5 separate regions of the Mus musculus genome follow, and all the other regions are linked to region 1. A link is a contact called in public HiChIP or PLAC-seq, capture Hi-C and promoter capture Hi-C data. All regions are on one chromosome and are shown on one strand. Each heading gives the region's core, a stretch centred on a gene start, on an enhancer-like site or on the middle of the called end of the contact. The rest is flanking DNA. Distances are from core to core; before and after follow the strand shown. Region 1 holds the start of Cd84 (CD84 antigen). Region 2 holds the start of Igsf8 (immunoglobulin superfamily, member 8). Region 3 holds the start of Casq1 (calsequestrin 1). Region 4 holds the start of Alyref2 (Aly/REF export factor 2). Region 5 holds the start of Cd244a (CD244 molecule A).

Evidence for each region. Promoter capture Hi-C pulls out the DNA fragments that hold promoters and counts their contacts. HiChIP or PLAC-seq counts read pairs in DNA pulled down with a chosen protein or histone mark. Capture Hi-C pulls out chosen DNA fragments and counts their contacts.
Region 2: a contact with region 1 is called in an H3K27ac HiChIP or PLAC-seq map of T-cell acute lymphoblastic leukemia, with 5 times the contacts expected there. The contact joins the promoter of Igsf8 here to the promoter of Cd84 in region 1. A contact is called at or near these places in 6 of 39 promoter capture datasets (the C10 cell line, the HPC-7 cell line, embryonic stem cells and 3 more), 1 of 15 datasets of contacts at CTCF or cohesin (CD8 T cells), 3 of 484 Hi-C or Micro-C datasets (the MNK3 cell line, group 2 innate lymphoid cells and natural killer cells), 11 of 115 datasets of contacts at active chromatin or transcription factors (the 230-238 cell line, the HPC-7 cell line, T-cell acute lymphoblastic leukemia and 7 more) and 1 of 9 other capture datasets (liver).
Region 3: a contact with region 1 is called in a promoter capture Hi-C map of the HPC-7 cell line. The contact joins the promoter of Casq1 here to the promoter of Cd84 in region 1. A contact is called at or near these places in 8 of 39 promoter capture datasets (the C10 cell line, the HPC-7 cell line, HPC-7-derived erythroid cells and 5 more), 3 of 115 datasets of contacts at active chromatin or transcription factors (bone marrow-derived macrophages, effector CD8 T cells and memory CD8 T cells) and 2 of 9 other capture datasets (liver and macrophages).
Region 4: a contact with region 1 is called in a capture Hi-C map of macrophages, with 3 times the contacts expected there. The contact joins the promoter of Alyref2 here to the promoter of Cd84 in region 1. A contact is called at or near these places in 2 of 39 promoter capture datasets (pre-B cells and stem cell-derived epiblast-like cells), 4 of 115 datasets of contacts at active chromatin or transcription factors (bone marrow-derived macrophages, effector CD8 T cells, memory CD8 T cells and 1 more) and 2 of 9 other capture datasets (liver and macrophages).
Region 5: a contact with region 1 is called in a promoter capture Hi-C map of erythroid cells, with 12 times the contacts expected there. The contact joins the promoter of Cd244a here to the promoter of Cd84 in region 1. A contact is called at or near these places in 13 of 39 promoter capture datasets (the C10 cell line, the HPC-7 cell line, cranial neural crest and 8 more), 1 of 15 datasets of contacts at CTCF or cohesin (the NIH/3T3 cell line), 1 of 484 Hi-C or Micro-C datasets (nephron progenitors), 5 of 115 datasets of contacts at active chromatin or transcription factors (the HPC-7 cell line, bone marrow-derived dendritic cells, bone marrow-derived macrophages and 2 more) and 2 of 9 other capture datasets (adipose tissue and macrophages).

What each region holds. Positions count from the first base shown.
Region 1 is chr1:171,838,282-171,841,201 of GRCm38.p6, forward strand. Cd84 (CD84 antigen) reads left to right here and starts at 1,416. Exons shown (of 9, transcript NM_013489.3): 1 at 1,416-1,517; 2 at 2,299-2,422. The coding sequence starts at 2,377.
Region 2 is chr1:172,310,964-172,313,883 of GRCm38.p6, forward strand. It overlaps Igsf8 (immunoglobulin superfamily, member 8), which reads left to right and starts at 1,404. Exons shown (of 7, transcript NM_080419.2): 1 at 1,404-1,630. The coding sequence starts at 1,573.
Region 3 is chr1:172,218,341-172,221,260 of GRCm38.p6, forward strand. Casq1 (calsequestrin 1) reads right to left here and starts at 1,555. Exons shown (of 11, transcript NM_009813.2): 1 at 1,072-1,555. The coding sequence starts at 1,350.
Region 4 is chr1:171,502,111-171,505,030 of GRCm38.p6, forward strand. Alyref2 (Aly/REF export factor 2) reads left to right here and starts at 1,368. Exons shown (of 1, transcript NM_019484.4): 1 at 1,368-2,640. The coding sequence starts at 1,547. The coding sequence ends at 2,203. LOC115487699 (a small nuclear RNA gene) reads right to left here and starts at 1,053; the gene lies at 938-1,053.
Region 5 is chr1:171,557,630-171,560,549 of GRCm38.p6, forward strand. Cd244a (CD244 molecule A) reads left to right here and starts at 1,564. Exons shown (of 9, transcript NM_018729.2): 1 at 1,564-1,756. The coding sequence starts at 1,696. Gm35200 (a long non-coding RNA gene) reads right to left here. Exons shown (of 5, transcript XR_373705.3): 3 at 1-816.

The sequences.
Region 1 (2,920 bases), core at 166-2,665:
AGCTCCTTTCTCTGTGATAATTCCAGCTGTGTCAAGTTGACACAAAACTAGCCAGTACAACACATTTAGTTGCAGAGGCCTTACACTGCATATTTATTTTTCTTAAGCTTTTCATTTTCAGCATCAATTCAGTTTGATTTTTCTTTCATATTTCCATTTCTTTATTTAATTCCACTTTCATATCTAACAATTAGCTTCCTATATCATTATTAAACTTTTATTCATGTCTACTTTCATTTCTTTAAGCGGGCCTTCATATCTTTGAACATGTCAAGAAGTGAGAATATATTCATAATCACTCTATGGAAGTTTATGTCTAAGTCACGTCCATTAAGAGTTGCTACTCCGGGGAGTGTAGTTTAAGGAAGAGACAGGTTTGGTTACTTTTTGTTTTAAAGGTATGATTGTTTGTATGTATGTCTGTGCACCACATGTGTGCAGTGCCTTCTGAGATCAGAAGACAGTGTTTGATCCCCTGAAATGAGAGTTACAGACAGTTATAGGTGCTGAGAATCAAAACCAGGTCCTCTGAAAGTGGGAGCAGTGCTAACCACTGAGCCATCTCTCCAATACAAGTTATTTTAGTTTGTATTTGTGTGTCTGTGTCTGAGTGTCTGTGTGTGTGTCTATGTGTGTCTGTGTGTGTGTCTCTGTGTATGTCTGTGTGTGACTCTGTGTGTGGTGTGTGTGTATCTGTCGATTCATGCCTATTTGGTGTTCTGTGTACATTTCACTATTTCCCTAAATGTGGAACTATTTTTACTATGGTTTTGTGGAAAATATTTTTTACACCTTTAGCATGCAATTCAACTTCTTTTACTCCATAATTCACAAATTTGCTCTTTCCATGTTGTCCTAAGTATATCACACATTTTACACACTTATATTAAACCAGTCACTGTCTTTGACCTAATATCTCAGTCCCTTACTATGTCTTCCATCCCTGTTACTTTTTTTGTTGTGTGTGTCTGTCTGTGTATGTGTGTCTGTGTGTGTCTCTGTATACGTGTGCCTGTGTGTGTCTCTGTGTGTGTGTGCCTGTGTGTCTCTGTGTGTGTGTGGTATGTGTGTCTGTCTGTGTGTCTGTGTGTGTCTCTGGGTGTGCTGTGTCTGTGTGTGTGTGTCTGTGTGTAATATGTGATTTTAAAGTGGAGCTCTCAGCTCAGGTGTCAAGGTCAGTTTCTCTTGAGTCAATTTTCTTGTTTCCTTGAGTATTTGCAATGTTCCAGAGGGTTATGGTACAGTTGAGGTGTCATTTCTCTCTGTGCTTGGACTACTAAGGTCTGTGTCTCTAGTCCTCCTCTGAGAGCAGGGTATCATCTTCAGCACCAGTCATGACCAGGAATCGGCTCATTTACTGCTGGATGGTTTGTGGTGTCTCCCGTGTTCCTTTTCTGGTTCCACAAACCCGTCTCAGTGCTTGGAGTTCCTCTGTGACTGACCACTTCTTCCTTTTCTGTCTGATGGTGAACACCTTTCTGGACCAGCTCTGGACCAGAATCTGATGTTATGCTCTGGGAAGGGGTCCTCTGGATCTAGTTTGCCTCTGGGTCTGACTTCAGATCCATTGAGGGCTCTATCTTTGGCTTGCTATCTGGAAATGTGTGTCTGCCTTTTGGAATCTGACATACTTGCACTGAGAGTGCAGAGTGGGTCTTGGGGTGCTCAGCTTAGCTGCGCTTGTCTCACTAAGGGGTCCATGCGAGGCAGGTGTAGAGACAATTGGTGCTGATTCATGACGTGAGTGGGGGAGTTAATGTAACTAGGTGATGGTGGGTCAGTGGGAGAGATACAGCAATCTCCAGATCACAGATGCTGACTTTATAGGGCCAGTGGGCAGGAGGCAATGGATGCAAACATGGAGACACTGAACTCAAAGACTATGGCTTATTCTTGTGATTCAAAATACAATTAACCCCTTGCCTAAAAATACTAGTTCATTCTTCATATTTGTCTCAGCTACATTGTCAATTCCTTTCAGAAATCTCCCTAACTTACCCTAGCCTGGAGTAGATGCCTCCACCCTGCATTTCTTCCTGCTGCAGCATATATCACCATTTACTGAAATTTCCTGTATAATTATCAATCCCTCTATAAAGAATATAAACTCCACAAAGGGAACTCATTACTTTATAGCTACTGATCAACATCCATGATATGTCTGGCACATAGTAGGCACTTAATAAATATTTGTTGGATAATTAATAATGAATATGCACTGCTGTTGTATAATGGAAAACACTAGTAAGTAGGTTAAGAAGTAACACATCTTAATCAGCTCACACTTCCTCCCTCCAGCTCCGGAAACACCACACTGAAGTGAAAGCAGCTACCACACCAGTTATTTTTCCTCAGAAGACTGGAGTCTGACTGGACATGGCCCAGCGCCATCTGTGGATCTGGTTCCTTTGCCTACAAACCTGTGAGTTCTGAACCTTGTTAGTATTGAAGTCCTACTATGTCATAACTTTTTAGAAAATACACATGGGAGGGCAGGGACGTGTCCCTTTGATCTCGTTTCAGCAGAATTTCCTGGGCTTTCTGTTCATATTACACTCAACCTACTGAACTAGAGTGAGACCTTAAGACCCAAGCAATGTGCTTCATCACATTAAACCAGTCTTCTTTCACTTTCTGTCCCCTTTCCTACCTATGCCTTCAACTCCTGGTCCCTCCTCTTCCTATTGTCCTATGGGTTGTTGCACTGTTTATTTGGGTTAAGTTTTTGGTTTCCAGCATCATTTCAGCTTGATTTTCCTTTTGTATTTCCATCTGTTTATTCTCTTGTCTTAACTGGTATGATCTGTGTATGCCTGGGACATAGTAGGCATTTAATAAATATTTGTTAGGTAGTTAATTAATTACTTAATTAATGCTCTCACTGGAGTCACATAATGGAAATCACTAGCAAGTAGGCTAA
Region 2 (2,920 bases), core at 154-2,653, 470 kb after region 1:
GCTATGATGATGATAATCATGATGTTGTGATGGTGATGGTGATGATGATGATGATGACCGACTTTCAAACCGGTACCAGAAAGTCATTCAATCCACTCAACCTCCAGCTAAAGGGAGAATGCTTTCTCCCAAAGTCTCCCGGTAGCTTGCAGTTTTCACATGGCTCAACATGGCTTCTAGAGAAACAGTGTGAAGAAACCAGGCTTGGGATATATCCAGGTGACAAGGAGCAGGTCCCTTAGCCTCTTGCTAGGCAGTCTTGGGCGACCAGGGTTGGAGTTCTGACTTCCCTATAGATTCCCTATCAGTGTTTCTCTGTGGTTGCTGAATGTGGCTTCCACTGGCAGCCCCACGAATACGACTTCTGAGAAGAGGAAGTCACCGCTGGCCCGGATCTCTTTTCCTGTCTGTGCCTCAGTTTTCTCAATAGGAAGCAGTAAGCGAGGGAGCAGGGGTGAAGGGGACAAGTAGGGAATGGAGGTGAAGATCTAGACGTGTTCTAGGCCACTTCCCCCTAATGGGCACTTCCGCGCCCTGGTTTTGCAGGCTGAGCCGCCCCTTCTTCCCATCCTGGCCCCACCCTACTCTCCGCCTTTTTCACAGTTGGAGACATGGCTTTGGGAAGAGGTTTCTCTTCCTTTTTCCTACCTCCAGGCTAGCTCCACCTTCCCCAGCAAAGAGGTGTGTTACGTCCTCTCGTTGGAGACTCCAATTGGTAGAAAGCAGTTTAACGCAAAAACAAAACACCCCCATAGTTACCGTGTGCATGAAACGTATGTGCATGATCTCAGCTAATAATCGCCGTAACTCCTCGAGTGTTTACAATCTCTGTTCCGTACGTGGCGGGGGGGGGGGGGGAAGTGAGCTTGAAAGCATTGAGCTGAACAAGGATCTTCCAGCTAGGAAGTCTGGACCGCTAACCCACTTCCCTTTCGCTTTGCATTCTGACCGGGTATTAGAACAGATTTCCAGCGATCTTCCAGGACTCTGAAGCCCCTTTGGGTCCGCTTCACGTCCAGGAAACCGTGGGTCAGGCCATGCCTACATAAATCAGCAGGGTTTGCTGCCAAGACTCAGTGGCCCACATCACCCAATTGGATTCTGAGTGCGTAACCACAGTCACCCCATCATGCATCCCCAGAGGCCCTGCAAGCACCCCATTCTCCCTGGAAGGCTGGCAGGTGCAGGGCGGGGTGCCCTCTGAGCGAGGAAATGGGGGTAGAGGAGCCCAGGTGCCGCCAGTTCGCCCAGCCTGAGGCCAGAGGCGGAGCCACCATCAGGGTCGAAGTCTGGCCCAGGCGACGGCCTGGGGCGGGGCGAGGCGGGGGCGGGGCCGGGCAGCGGGGCGCGGCTGGGACTGGTCTCCCGAGCTGCGGAGGGCGGGAAGAGCGGCGGGAGGAGGGGAAGAAGGGTGGAGGGCGGGGAGTTGGCGGCTCCCGCTCGGCTGGGCTCTGCGCACCCACGCTTCACTGCTCCGCTTTCTGCCCCCCACCTGGGCATGCGCCCCCCGCGGCCCTGGCCCCCCAGAGCCCACGCCGCCCCCAGGAGTCTCCTCAGAGCCGCCTACGCAGAATGGGCGTCCCTAGCCCCACGCCGCTGAGTTCGCTCCTGCTGCTGCTGCTAATACTTGGTAAGCCAGGTGGTGGTCGCCGCGTCCCTGTCCCGGCCGGGTAGGTGCCTAACACCGTGCAGCCCACCAGCCCACCTTCCTAGCATTTCAGAGCTGGTTGCATCCCTACTTCTCCAACAGACGTGCCTCCACTGTCTCTGGGCTCGGCGTCTCGCTTCCTTTTGCGCCTGTCTGCCCAATCAGTTATGGGGAGGGTGGTGGTGTCCTCGCTCTAGGTTCCTAGCTGGGGCATATGGGCGACCTACTGAGGTATCCCCTGAGACACCATCGGGCCTCCGGAGGCAGGCACCACTTCTCATCGGTTACACCCAGCGTCTGGGGTCGTTGCTACCAAATACCGTGACAACCTTCTGCCCCACTCTCGGCTCAAGGCCTGGTTTTGGGTGTTTGCTCTGCGTGGGCAGTGCCTGGCGGTCTTCATAATTGCCTAGAGTTGGCTGGAGGCCCAGGGGCTGATTCTGACCACGATCTCTGAAAAAAGTCTCCCCAACACCCCCACCTCCCAATATAACATGTCACCATCTGAGGCTTCTTCCCTCACGTGTCTCCACCCTGGGCCAGTTCCCTCTTTGCCCTTCTTCCACGCTCCCAGATATTTGCCTGGTTGTCAGACTCAGTTGGTCCCAACATCCCTGCCTCAGGAGAAACCAGGCTCCATGGAAACTGAACCTGGGATCTCTAAGCACCCAGTGTCTGTCCTGGTGGGTGTTTATGATGGTGTGTTTTCTGGGCCAACCTTGCGTCATGTCTGGTGTGTGTGTGTGAGTGTGAGTGTGTGTGTGTTGAGGCCTGTGGAGGTTGCTAACATTACCATGTTTGGGGTCTGACTTGGAGGGCTCCCTGTAGGAGGTGTTCTGGGAAAGATATGGCATGGAGCAGTTGCCAGGAGACTGAAGCCCTTGAAAGGAACGTGTGTGTGTGTGTGTGTGTGTGTGTGTGTGTGTGTGTGTGTTATGCATATGGAGAAGATACTATAGTGGGGCACCCCAACCTCCTTCTCTGGTTTATACCAGAACTGCGCAGTGTTGTACAGAATGGTTCCTTGGGCTTCTTGGGGCCAGGATGAAAACTCCTTTGGGAACAAGGCGGGAGGCAGAGTGATGTAGGGAGTTGAAGGAGCTGTGGGGCTTGGTTGCCTAGCGATTGCTTCTTTTCCTTTGGGCTTAACCCGAGCAGGGATGAGCCCAGGGGTGGTTGGGAGGAGTGAGTGTTATTCAGGGGCGGGAGAGGAGCTGAATGTCATCTTAGCCCACTGCAGCCAGCACTGGCATTCACTTCACAGATGATGTG
Region 3 (2,920 bases), core at 305-2,804, 380 kb after region 1:
TGTGGGGTGAGGGGTAGGAAAGGCCAGAGGTCAAGAGGTTGCCATCATCCCTGGAGGGACAGTCACTCTTCTTCCAGGCCCCACCTCCTTCTTCTTTAGGCTGGTCGCCCCACAAGCCTCCCCAGCCAGCCACCTGCGGATTCTTTCTGCTGTGGGCATACTGTGTGCAGCTGTATCCCACCCAGCACTGCAGTGATCCTTAGGAGAATGGGAGGGCGGGTGGCAGGTGGATGGCAGAGGCCACTGAACATGGAGGATAAAAATACTTGGCTCATTAATCAGATAGCAGTTTGCAGAGCCCGATGGGGCACACGGAAATGCAAGCCAGGGGGCCGGGTGTCTTACACTGAAACATTCCAAGCTCGGACAAGGTGGAGCCTCTCTGTATCACCAAGCCGGGGAAGTGCAGACAAAGGCAAACGTATCCTAGCTCCATTAGGGATGCGTGTGGCCACGTAATCCAATCGGAAGGCTGCCTCCCCTCATTTCTTTTTTGTATTAACCGTCTCTGCCTTGGACCTAAAGTAGATTCTCTGGCTGAAATGATGGGGAAGGCATGCTGAAGCCTTCGTGAGAGTTTTCTAGTAAGGACTTCCCCTAGGGGACAAAACGCGGCGGGTTGGCCTGGGGAGGTCTGTGGGAAGCCTCTAGAAGTCATTTAACTGTACAGTCACTAAGTCAGTTGAAGGCAAATAAAAGAACAATCGTGTTCACGGTTCTGCTGTTTGCGTCTTGGAGCACGGCCCTACGTGTGTAAAGAGAGGGGGATCTTTTGGCCACAAGAGTAGTATGAAGCACAGTGCAGGGTACTGTGCAAGCTCCCCCCACCCAGCTTCTCCCCCCCCCCAGCCAAACCTAGTGCCCCTGCCTCCTGCAGCACAACTTACCAACAGAAGGGTAGGACCTTGGTCCCTGAGTCTTTTTCTTTTTGCCAAGGCCACATTCCAGTCATGTACTTGGTGGAGACAGAGGCCCAGCAGCCATGCTGCTCTTAAGCTAGCCCCCACCCTCAGACTCAGGGCTCACCGAGGGGACTGAGCATGCTCTCCAGGCCTGCTATTCTCCACTCACCTCCAGGATTAGCTCCTCCATCTCAAATTGTCTCTGCGAGGCCTTGTCGTCCTCGGGGGGCTCATGGTAGAGGAGGGCCAGCACCTCATACTTCTTAAACACGTTCTTGTAGTTCTTGGCGTTCACATTGATCACACGGTCCACACCGTCGTACTCAGGGAAGTCCAACCCATCTTCCCCCTGGACCCCTAACCTGGGCGTCCCTAGCACCAGTACAAACAGCAGTGCCAGCCGCAGCTCGGACACTGCTCTGGCCCCCATCCTGTCGGTAGCTCTCATGGAGGTAGTACAATCTGGGCCTGCTCTCCTGGTCCAGAGGAGGTTAGCTGAAATAGGGAGAGGTGCCCCTCGGATACAGAATCCTGAGTTAGGGGCTCCAGGTGGGGGTGGGGTAGAGAGTGGGCCAGAGCAGTGGACAGAGGACACTGCTGGGTCCTGGAGAAACTGCCGACAGAGCCAAGAGAAAAAGGGTCAGGAGGAGGAATAGGAGCAGGGGCGGGGAGGGAACCGGAGCTGCCCCTTGAAACTGGCACCCCCTCCGTCCCCACCTGGTCCTGTCTAAATATGTCTCTGTGGTTGGCAGGAGGGATGGATAACCTTCTGAGGCCAGGACAGCTCCATGAGAGCCTGAATCCTCTCACCTCCTATACCTCTTCCCTAGGCTCCCTCCCAGCAGCTGGTTCCTTCCCCCTCCCCCAGTGTCCAGGACTCCTTAGCCCCTGGCCCCATGCAGGCCTAAGAGCTCATCGCCATATTAAGAAAGGGAGAGAGAGAGATGCCGGATCTAAAAATAAGACCAGATGAGTTAGGGGTAAGTGAGGCTGGGGCTGGAGGAGGGGGGATGTAGGGTATCCAGGGATCCCAGAGTAGGACAAGGCCTATCAGAAAGAAGTACAGGTAGCAAGGACGACACCTTCTGGGCCAGAGGCTAAACTGATAATACAGGAGAGAATGTGGTATTTCTAACTCCTAAAATCCAGCAGTCTTCTATAGGTAAAGCCTATTTCTTTGATCTTATGGACGAGACATGAGCAATAAAAGCGCATTCCAGGCTCCAGGAAAGAAACCCCCGTGCAGTTCCCTTTAAAGACCGTGGACCAAGGATGAGATCATTCTCTGAATAAAAGATGGAGCGGAGTCCAAGACCAGAATCCTGGCTTAGCTCCAGTCAGTTTCCTTTGCTTCACTCAACAGTCCCAACTCAGGAATGCAGGGGGAAGGACAGGGCTGGCCCGAGTTCCATCCTGTAGTGATGGCGACTTGGGCTTTCTCTGCCTGTACTGCCCACTGCTTCGTGGCGCTTCCTCCTCTGAGGGCTCTGGCCTGATCCCGTGGGACTCTGATTCTAGGGCATAAGGGGCTGGGAGGATTCCTCAGACTGCACAGGTCTATAGAGAGCTAATAGCTACTATTCATTCCTATGTCTTTGACAAGGACAGATGATCCGGTATAAGTATGGGAAAAAGTTAACTCGAGGTAAACAGGAAGAGGTGGACCCTGTGCCCTTATCGGACGCTGTGGATTAATTCTGTGCATCTGAGGCACACAGCTGAGCTGGAGGTACGAAGGCTGTCATTTTTAGGGTCCTAGCTTAGAGGTGAAGAGTTGAATTAAGCTTTGAGTACTTAGCAAGGACTCCTGCATGGCCTTCTAGGGCTCATACTATATTTAGGTAAACTGAGGCTCAAGAGGGCTCAAGGGGGAGATCACAATAAAGTCAGACTTCCATGTCCACAGTGCAACGTACTTCTCATTCTAGAAGGATGGCGTTTAATTCGCATCTAGGAAGAAGTATAAAGTTATGCTAGCAGAATAGCATCTTGCATTCCCATGGGGCAGACCTTATATA
Region 4 (2,920 bases), core at 118-2,617, 340 kb before region 1:
ATTTATTATTATATCTAAGTACACTGTAGCTGTCTTCAGACACACCAGAAGAGGGAGTCAGATCTCATTACGGATGGTTGTGAGCCACCATGTGGTTGCTGATTTGAACTTCGGACCTTCGGAAGAGCAGTCGGTGCTCTTAACCACTGAGCCATCTCTCCAGCCCCCTTGTTACCTGTTCTTATTACTGAGGTATTTTAGCTATAAGGAGACTGAGGTATTTCAAAGGGACAGTCTCTGTCCTTAAGGGAAAGGTCTTGGGTGGGAGAGTAGTTTTCATTTTTTTGGGGGGGGAGGGACTGGGGGGAGATGGGGAATTGCATCATAGTCTAGCCCCTCCCACAGCTCTGAGGGTAACCTGTCCCTTCTGCTCGAGTGGCTGCATTTATTTTTTAGAATGTATCTGCCTTTATTTGTATGAATATTTTGCCTGCGTATCTGAGCGTTGCTTGGCACTGATGGAAGTCAGAAGGGGGCGCTAGTTCTTCCTCAGCTACAGAGCTGGGTTAGCCATCTTGCTAGAAAATTGTACGTGCCTTAAGTCCATAACCACCTTGCACTTAAATAAAATATTAAAAATAATGGTTTATACATATGTTCACTGAGACCACAACATAACGCAGCTAGATAAAAAACAGCTTAATAAATAACATGTCTACAGACTTCCCACAAAAACTTAGTATTTGCTTTTAAAGGCTTATTTACTTTATCGGTTATGAGACACAACGCCATGCGACTGAGCCCTTTTAACCAATGAGCTGTCTCTTTAGCCTAAGCTCAAGCCATTTTTACCTTACAGTGGTTAACACTGAAGACAAGAAAATACATAGAGCACACAATAAAGACTGTTAATTCTAACTTTGGTTAACACTGAAGACAAAAAAATACATAGAGCACACAATAAAGACTGTTAATTCTAACTTTAAACATTATTAATAGCCTTGCTAAAGCAAGGCCTCAAAAAATTAGTGTAAGACTCAGAATTGTTCCTCTCCACGGAAATCTTTAGTAAAAGGCGAAAGATTTATACGATCTGAAGAGAAACCAGAGTATACCCAGCTGTCCTAGTGTACAGTTCTCGGCCGACTGTATTTCCTAGACAACTAATGGTGACTATTTACTCCTAAAGACACTGACTACTTTATTATATCAGATAAATCTTTGAAGGTTCTATCACATTAAGGAATAAAAGGAATAAAACAGAACAACGAAAACAACACGCTACCCTTTTAAATTATACAACCATCTGTGTGCACTGCATTGTGGGTATGCAAATATCGCGGAGAAGCCGCGTGGCCCGCTCGGTTTCCGGAAGTGCCTCGAATTTGTCCCAGATGTCTCTAGGCGCTGGGCGGCCACCAGGGGTCAGAGCGAAAGCCAGATTCACAAGCGCACAGACTTCCAATTTCCAAGTGTGATTTTGGTGCGCTTGTGATTCCAGCACCGGTCGGAGAGGCGGAGTCAAGGCGGGGGAATCATTGAATTTGAGTACTTTCTGGTCTGCACCGCGAGGGCCGGGCCAGTCAGGCCCGGATCCGCGCCCGCCATGGCCGACAAGATGGACATGTCTTTGGACGACATCATTAAGCTGAACCGTAACCAGCGCCGGGTGAATCGAGGCGGCGGGCCTAGGAGGAACCGGCCCGCCATCGCCCGCGGCGGCAGGAACCGGCCGGCACCGTACAGTAGACCGAAACCACTTCCGGACAAGTGGCAGCACGACCTATTCGACAGCGGCTGCGGGGGTGGGGAAGGCGTGGAGACCGGTGCCAAGCTGCTCGTGTCAAACCTGGACTTCGGGGTGTCAGATGCTGACATTCAGGAACTCTTTGCTGAATTTGGAACGTTGAAAAAAGCCGCTGTGGACTACGATCGCTCTGGACGAAGTTTAGGGACGGCGGATGTACACTTTGAACGGAGGGCAGATGCCCTGAAGGCTATGAAGCAGTACAAGGGCGTCCCTTTGGATGGCCGCCCTATGGACATCCAGCTTGTCACGTCACAGATCGATCCACAGCGAAGACCTGCACAAAGCGGAAACAGAGGCGGCATGACAAGGAGCCGTGGCTCTGGAGGCTTTGGTGGCCGCGGCAGCCAGGGAAGGGGTAGAGGCACTGGCAGGAACTCAAAGCAGCAGCAGCTTTCTGCAGAGGAGTTGGACGCACAGCTGGATGCTTACAATGCAAGGAGGGACACCAGCTAAACAACCGAACAAATCCGCACAAGAACCGGGACCCAGACGCCTCGTCTGTGATGCCTTAGAGGGAGGGTAGGCAACTGGACTGTGCAGACAATGGTGAATTTGGTTTTTTGTTTCTTTTTACTTCCTGTTTTAAAATAGGATCTAAAAACTCATGTAAAGTTTTTTTTTTTTTTTTTTTTTAAATTCTGAAACAGACCTGTTTTGTACTGAGTTATTTTTTGGGATAAGTTTTCCTGGGTGCTGTTGTGGAGAAGGTGGCATTTTCACCTTTGTCATAATAAAATAGAAATGTGTGTAGAACTGGAAAAATTAAAAAAGAAAAAGAAAAATTACAAATTACAATATGACTTTTATGGACAGAACACATGACTGACTAGCATGCATGAAGAAGTGGGTTTCATTCTCAGCTCCATCATGTAAGAATAAAACAAGAATTGAAAAAACCTTGCCTTTGATGCAGCTCAGTGGCAGAATGCCTACTCACCATGAGCAAGGAAGGCGGTGGGTTTAATTACATGGAAAGTCTTTTCTGTCTGGTAGGGGTGGTACCTACCTGACCTCTCAGCGTTGGTAAGGCTGAGACAGGAGTTTTAGTGAGATATGACTAATCTAAAATAAAATCAAAGGCAGGGGTGGTGGTGGTGGCGGCGGCTCATGCCTTTAATACTAGCTTCTAGGATATACAGGCTCCACAGAGAAACCTTGTTTCAAGCCCCT
Region 5 (2,920 bases), core at 314-2,813, 280 kb before region 1:
ACAGACATAAATGTAGGCAGAACACCAATGCAATGAAATAAAAATAAACAAAAAGATTACCATACAAAGTAAGGGGTTTTATTATAGCACTTTCTTTTTTCTTTTTTTTAAATTTATTTATTTATTTTATGTATATGAGTACTCTATTGCTCTCTTCAGACACAGCAGAAGAGGGTAATCAGATACAATAACAGATGGTTGTGAGCCACTATGTGGTTGCTGGGAACTGAACTCAGGAACTTCAGAAGAGCAGTCAGTGCTCTTAAGCCATCTCTCCAGCACTTATTATGGCATTTTCACACCAGTATATTCCAGAGCTTTCTATTCAAGCTCTCAAGGATAGCTATTAATTTGGTGCTGAAAACTATCTTGAAGGGAAGCCAAGTTTCCATTTCCATGTATTGCTTACCTTCAGGGGGAAGATCATAGATTTGTGTTTGTGTGTGTGTGTGTGTGTGTGTGTGTGTGTGTGTGTGTGTGTGTGTGTGTGTGTTCACTTGGGCATGTGTGGAAGTCAGGGGTGGAGTCCATCCTCCCTCTTCATCAGGAGGATTCTGGCGATTATGCTCCGGCTGGCAGGCCTGATGATGAGCACCTTAACCCACTGAGCCATCTCGCTTACCCAACTGCTGTTGACTGTGAGGACTCAGAAAGCAATTTGGTCAGCACTACACAGGTTGCAAGTTGATGAGCTGGAGTTCAAGTCCAGGTCTTTGACTCCAAATTGACTGTCTGTCTGGTCCAGAGCATCCGTTGCTTGCCACCACTGGCAGCCACCTGTCCTATAAAGGCCGCTCTTGCTCAGTGTTGGTCGGGCTAGAAACAGATCAAAGAATGGAATGAGAGGATGGGCTTGGGAGAACCACACGTGTTTGTTGCTAAGGGGAAAAGAAGAGGAAAAGAGCAAGAGGCCTGGCTTCTGGATATGGCCTTGAAGTAAAGGGTCCTGAGGGAGTGGGGTTCGGGGTGGGGTGGGGTGGGTACCACTGACTCCACCCCTCCTTGGAGTTCAAAGGATCTCTGCTGCCTGCTCTTCTACAGGATGAATCCAGCCACGGAAGGGGGTGAGCACCACAAAGCGTTTCACATCCTTTGGTTGTGGAGGGGTGAAAGGAGGAACACAGTTTGCATATGTTGAACATTTGAGATCAGACTTCCTGGGCTCATGAGATTTTTCCCAGCAAGTCTAAATGTTATGTCTCTTCCTTAATCACCCCATATGCTCTTCCTCTTCCACGTTAGTACCTACTTACTCAGGGTTCTTCTTCTCAGGCCACCCTACCCCTAAGTTCCTTCAGACTTCTGCTTCCACGGTGTATGCTGGTTTGGGGCAGCCTGGAATAATGACTGTTGGTTTTCTTTCCCACCCTGTGGGAGCCACTAAGAATTCAGCACCAGGCTGAGGAGGACCAAGGGCTGGGATTTTGCAACTGGTTTTTTGTGAGTCACTGTGCACTCTGAGTACCCACCCACTGGAGGCATCTTAGCTTGTGGGAACCCACGTGGAGGGACTGAGGCTTTCTCGGTAGCCTTGTCAGTGCACAGCAGAAGTGAACAGCCTTCAGTTGAGGAAATTGTGGCTGGACAGGCAGTGAGGTAGTTCTGCTGTGTCCTGCTGACAGTTAGCTGCGAGCCTATTGACATCTGAGCACCTGGAGAAGACAGGGCCCCCGTAGTCTGCTCTGTCCTGTGGTGATGTTGGGGCAAGCTGTCCTGTTCACAACCTTTCTGCTCCTCAGGGCTCATCAGGGCCAAGGTAAGGATTTTTGTGTTGGTGTGGGATGGGGCCTGGCATACACCCATGGGTGCCTGAGTGTGTGAGGGAGATCAGAAGTTAGAGCCTCTGATTATGCCATTTCGATAGTCACCTGGAACACAGAAAGCCAGAGGAGAGGTTAGAGAAGGTGGTCCAGGTCCTTAGGGCTATTGTAAAGTGGGTGGAGTTTAGTCTGTATGAAAACTGTGGAAAACTGGAGCGATGTGTGTACAAGCCTTCTCTGGAGCAATGTGTGCATTAGCTTTCCCTTTTCTCGCTCTGGGAGTGGATTCATCACCAGCCATAGCTTTTTCCTTCATTCCGACACAGTTTCACACAAACACCACCTTGTCATTGTCACCTTCCCCACAGAATTCGTGTCCATTCTGAAGAAAAGGATGGTCTGGGAGTTGTGAGGAGTCCCTGGATGCTTTGGGTCTGGGTGAGGTAAGGTAGAGAAAAGAAGGTAGGACAGGCAGGGTCTCACGAGTCAGCACAGAGACTGCTCCACTTTGGGTGGGTTGGGTTGAGCCTTGCATTTCTCAGGGACTGTTTTCTAGTTGTCACTGTGCTGGAGGGGACCCCGGGAGTCCCTCTAGCAGGCCCAACTCATTTGCATTCAGCTTCTGGTCACCTTACCTCCTCTCAAATGAGGCATGAATGGAGGAATCTCTTCCTGAGGAAGAGATTTTGGCTCAGGACTCAAAGAGACTCTGGTTCAGTAGAAGTCACCCCAGGGGCAGCCAGATGATGATGACAAACCTTTCTTACTAAAGTGTGATATCTGCATATCAGTGTACGTGTCAGTGAGTCACTTTTCTGATGACTTTGGGACAATCGTGCGTTTATGTCCACTCATTGTCTACTGTCTTTCCCATAAACATAAGCAATATTCTCACTCCAAATCTCACAGATTAGTTTTGCCTGGATGTACGTGGCATCCCATGGTATGGGTTCCTGACTTCTTTTACTTGACACTTCTATGACGTTTGTCTATGTATCTTATCTCTTTGATGGGAGTTTCCAGTCCCTGCATGCCATGCATCTGGGTGAGATAAGACAACTCCATCCCAGGCTTACACCATCCTCTGCTCACTCTCTTGAGGGTGAGCACCTGATCTTTAAAATGGTTTTACAGTAGTGCCATGAGCCTTTCTGTCACAC